2 separate regions of the Gossypium arboreum genome follow, and region 1 is linked to region 2. Evidence: chromatin contacts called from public Hi-C data. All regions are on one chromosome and are shown on one strand. The core of a region is the stretch at or near the end of the contact, and the rest is flanking DNA. Distances in the headings are between cores, read along the strand shown. Region 1 holds the start of LOC108489301 (serine/threonine-protein kinase STY46-like). Region 2 holds the start of LOC108462104 (G-type lectin S-receptor-like serine/threonine-protein kinase LECRK2).

Region 1 (2,700 bases), core at 18-2,517, 230 kb before region 2:
TAAAATATATACAAAATTATAAAATTTATAAATAAATGAATATATATTTTCTCATTTTCTAACATGAAATTTATTTAATAAAATAATGATTTTATAAATAAAATAATAATCTTATAAACAAAATAATTCAAGAGGGAAAAAGCCATGAAGAAAACTTATGCAGATCCAAAATTTCCTTTTTTTCAACATTAACGACCGCCATGTTTAGCTTAAATAAAAAACTACAACCTAAGGTCGAAAAAGATTAGGATCAATGTCTTTAGTTTGTTCCCAGAATGGTTTTTGTTGTGTTTGTGTTTGAGTTTGAGGTTGCAATAGAGCGCGGGCATAATTAGAGATACATGTGTGAGGATGAGTTTTTGGAGATCCAATAGGTGGAAGGCTACGCTGGCAACTCCACAACCAATTCCTAATTTGATGGCGTGATGATGGAGGATGAAAGTCAAGGAGTTTGAAGTAATAATTATTGGTGCAGGTGATTGTGGGTGTAGGCAATGTCCAACACTCGAAAAATTTGATGAGGACTAAGGAAAAGGCAAAATATATAATAAAAATTATTATTTAAAAATAAACTAAAAAATGAAAAAATTTGAATCTAATTTAAGTTTTGCTTGTGGGGCTTTTTTTTTTGAAAATATAGTTTATTTATAAAATTACTAATTCAATAAATAAATCATATTGAAAAAGAGAAAATGAATATTTATTTATAATTTTGTATGCATTTTATAAAATCTTATGTATTTTAATCTCAAAATGAACTTTTAAATATATATATATTTATTTTTTAAATAGTTTTTTTAAAATTTTTAAAAAGTAAAATTATATTGATAGAATGTGTAAAGTTAAGAGCGAAATTTATTAAATTTTTAGAATTAAAACTAAATTGATAAAATTTATAAATATTGGAGAATTAAAATTATTATTATATTAATTAAAAAGCCACAATTAATAATTTAATAGAAGAATGATTAAAATATTAAAATTTGATGGTATTAGTGATTAAAATATAATATTAATAAAAATATGTTGGGGTAAGTATTTTAGAGTTTACCCTTTTAAGTAATTACGGTAAGTGTTTCAAGGAAAAATATTAAATTAGTTAAAAATTAAGCTTAATTTGAAAAGTATTGAATATTGAATTAAAAAAGTGAAAGATGTTTCATTTTAGACAAAATCGCATATAATATATGTCTTGTCGGAATAATTACTCAAAAAACGCGTGTAAGTAATAATAATGCCACCACCACGACGCACGAATCTCGCATTTTTCCTTTTTTTTTTTTTTTGTTTTTCTCACCCTTTTTCTGCTTACGAAAATGTCATTCTCGTAATTCTCTGTACTCCTCAAGGTCATTTCTGTACTTGGGAAACATATTTTAATCCAAAGAATTGGCGAACTCTATCCACTGACTAATCTCCTAAGTCCTAATATTTTATTTTAAGGACGAAAATGGAAAAAAGAAAACGAAGTCTCTCTCACTGTTTGGCCAACACCCTTACATGAACATTCGCCTTCACCTGTTCCTTCTCTGCTACACTTTAATGTGAACTTCCAAATTTACCCTCTGTATTCCCTTGAAACCACAATCATCTCCCTCCATTTTGGTCCTCTCAAATTCCATCACCAGTCAAAGATCCTTCACTTTGATCAACAACCAAAAAACCACTGTAATTTCTGACCTCATGCGATGCCTAAATAGAAACAACGAAGAACACGAAGGAGTAGGTTTCGTTGTTGATGGATTTGACTGAAGGTGTCGGAGAGAGCTCATCGCCGCCGAGAAGCTTTGGCAGCTTCAACAGCTACGATGTCAGAAACGACGTTTTCAATCGCTTAGTCGAATCTGGCCACGAACAAGCTATTTCTAATCCTGACTTTCGCGACTTTTTAGATTCTCACTTCAATCGCTTGCCTGCTAGGTAAAATCTATTTCTTAAACCAATAATTTGCGCTTGTATAACTATTTTTATACGTATTTTTGTGTACTTGGATATTTTGAAGCTGATGAAGTTGTTTGCTTGTCGGATTCAGCTATGGACTTGATGTTAATATGGATAGAGTGGAAGATGTTTTGTTACATCACAAGCTGCTTGCATTGGCCAAGGATCCGGAGAGGCGGCCAGTTTATCATATCCGCTTCTTGGAGGTATACTTCTTTGCCTTTTGTTTTAATAGCAAATGTTTAGGGATTAAGAAGAACTTCCGATTTTAGTACCTTTTTGTTGCATTCAAGATACGGTTACTGAAACAGGGAAAGTTCGAGATATATGATTTTCTTTTCAACTACTAGTTCATATGTAGGCTTAGAATGGGATTCAAGCAAAGTCATAGAAGCTGAATTTAGGAAAAGGTAGTAAGGTTTATTATTTTTCAGAAAAAAAAAGTAGGTGTTGCAAGAAAAATAAGTAAATTGTGTTTGTAACTTACTTGTCAATAATCATTAAAGAAAAGTTTCTAGGAACCAAATCTTTGGAGAATTGCACATATATGCAGGGTTTGTGGTACAGAAGTTTAGGAAGAAAAGAATTTTTCAGAAGGACATAGGTGCAGGGAACAATTGCCCTTTAGTGTTTAATAGTTGATATTGTAATGCCAATCCAAATCTTTGGCGTGCAGTTCACCCCTATGTATGTCTATGAGGGAACTGGAAAGAAGTACTTATCAAAGAGTATTATTTATGACTAATTACACATGTTAAA
Region 2 (2,785 bases), core at 184-2,683:
GATTTCAATGTGACATCCTCCACAAATCTAGCATCTCTTTGGTCAGAAATCCTTTTGTACTGTTGAATCCGATGCCGGTATATAATAACACCGGAGAGCGCTAAAACGAGAAACGCGACCGTCAAAGATGCAATTCCGGTAATGAAAAAGTCCATTCGGAGTTTACTCTTTTTAACTCGGCCTTCGTGTATTGTCTGAAAACCGGTTACCATTTTCACGAACGTTGTCACTCTGCCTCCTGTTCCTCTTCTCCCGAATCTTAATGGTAGTTTCAACTTGTGGCAAACTTGCTTTAAGTTTTTATATATGGCAACTTCACAGTTACAATCTCTTCTACATTCTTCTCTGCAATCGTCTTTGGATATTGATTCGAACGTAGCATAAGGATCTTCTTCCCAAGACAAACTGTTCATATCTTGAACATCTAAGTTTTGATCCTTTCTGATGCAGGCATCTTCTGAATAATTTCTTCTGCATCCTGAGTCAGTCCAGTCCGGGTCGATGAAATCGAACCCAGGGAGACATTTGCATATAGGATTCCTATCCATCAAAGTACAGTAACTATTCACACCGCACAAGCCATAGGGATCACACCTATTCTCAGTGGATGACCATCGGATGGACCAATTACCAGATTGGTTAGAACTATGTGAATACACTCGAAATATACCTTCCGCATCGATACTTGCTCGGTGGATGGGGTCACGAGAGACGCTAACGGTCTCGGTAAAGTTTTTTATAATGAATCCGGTAGCATTCAGGAGGTAAAGATGACCATTATTGTCAAGATTCATGGTCACATTATCTCCCGCAGTAAATGTTCCAGCACTCCAGTAAGCAGTATTATGTTTTACTGCACCCATTGGATATTGCACCAGGTTCCCATCTGGCTGCATCACGATTTGAAACTTGCCACTCGTATGATTCGCTTCGGATACATCGGAAACCAGCCGGTGACCGGGGGAAAGCCGCTGACCGGGCAAAATGGTGTCTGTTGGGTAATCAAAACTCTGCCATATGATCTCTGAACTTGAATTAAACAGCACAAAGTTGCCAGTGTCAAGCATGGAAGCTGAGGAAGCAAAACTCGCATTTCCAATGATGCTTATCTCCCGTCCTTGATTCTCTTGCACAACAAGCCTACCTTCCGTGTTGAAAAGCAACGTGGCATGGCTCGAAAACGGCGTTTCATCTCGGTTTGCCGTCCATACGATGGTTCTCGGCTGAATGTTTTGAAACCATATGCCTATAGCGAAGCCATTTCCATAAGGATAAAAACCAAAGGCGAACTGACCAGACTCTGATAACCAATGTGAATCACCGGTTGGCGAAAGAGAAGAAGCTAAAGAAATGTTGGAAACTGTTGTTTGAGCTTGTGATGTGAAGATTATGCAAGTTGTTATTAAAAGAAAGAGAGAAAAGAGGAGAGCCATTTTTGGAAGTTTGGGACTTTAGTTTGTCTCTTTATGAATAGGTTTTAGCCATTTTTGAAGGCCTGGTTAAGTTGAGTTGGAAATTAGGTTGAAGATTCCACAGAAAAATAAGTCACTATTCTGGGCCCTTCAGTTTTCATGGAACATGATGTTTTCTGAATTGAAACCGGGTCTTGAGGGAAGAAAATAGTTTACAAATCTTGATTCAGCAGCCATTGGCTTGTTGACTTTCCTTTCCAATGCTTTTTATAAATCAAAATTCTTTATTCAGATCTTTACTTAAAAAAAATATCAAATTCCTTTCCTCGTTGGATCCAAATGATTCAGTCTTTAGAATGTTACTTTCATTTCTCCTATACCAAGCCTTTGAATAGTTCAAACCTTAATACAAAAAAGAAAATTATACAACAGCCAAAGCAGACTTCATGGTTTTCGGTAGGTTTTCCTTTTGGAAGGCTGCGATGCATGACCATGCGTTTTGACTCAAAAACTTTTTGGGTTAATAACAGCAAACGTCTCCAAACTATGGCATATGTTTTAAATTAGCTCTTAAAACGTTTTAATTGAATCCTAAAAGCATTAATACGGTATCAATCAGTTTTTTCTTTTAGCCTAGCCGTTATAAAAGTTAACTATAAAGTATGTTAAAGAAATAAATAGTCCTTTTTAGTTGTCTTTTAACATATTAAATTCACGTTTCTATAAAATGATATTACATATATGTATATATGATTTATATATGGTTCCACTTCATATATAAGCATGTATTTAACACGAAACTGATGTTAGACTAATTATACGATATTGATAATTTGAAGATTTAATTAAAATATTTAAAAGTTTAAGATTTAGTTTGATAAGCGTAATGTAATTAACCCAAACCATTTTTTTAATGATGGTTTGGTTCAAACTTGATGTGAATTTAGTGAAAGTGAACAGGATTGAATTCCATCTTTAGATCTGTTCTTATCCTTGAAAAGAATTCTTATTATTGACCCAAAGAAACTTAGAATTCTTATTTTCTTAAATTTTAAATGGCGGGTGGCTTAGAGTTTTATAATACCAGACAATTTCATTCTTTAATTTATATTAATTTTTCATTTTGTTTAGGTAAAATTAAGCAAAAGTATCAAAAAAAAATTATATTATCAAGAGAATGTGAGTAATATATTATTATTGTAATAATTACACAACATAATGTTTTTGTTTTAAAAGTTTGGGATTGTATGCTGTTTAAGTATTTTATAAAAAATTACATCTTCCTTAAATTACCTTACAATCTCTTGATAATGTATCATTTTTAACACTTTTATCCTTATTTTTAATTACTTTAATTAATTTTATTTAAACCA

What was found. Hi-C and Micro-C count contacts between places; a contact is called where the count stands out from the background.
Region 1: a contact with region 2 is called in a Hi-C map of leaf, with 2.3 times the contacts expected there. The contact joins the promoter of LOC108489301 here to the promoter of LOC108462104 in region 2. A contact is called at or near these places in 3 of 5 Hi-C or Micro-C datasets (all in leaf).

Annotation. Positions count from the first base shown.
Region 1 is chr3:127,007,143-127,009,842 of ASM2569848v2, reverse strand. LOC108489301 (serine/threonine-protein kinase STY46-like) reads left to right here and starts at 1,267. Exons shown (of 16, transcript XM_017793745.2): 1 at 1,267-1,920; 2 at 2,033-2,147. The coding sequence starts at 1,739.
Region 2 is chr3:126,778,065-126,780,849 of ASM2569848v2, reverse strand. LOC108462104 (G-type lectin S-receptor-like serine/threonine-protein kinase LECRK2) reads right to left here and starts at 1,433. Exons shown (of 1, transcript XM_017762099.1): 1 at 1-1,433. The coding sequence starts at 1,433.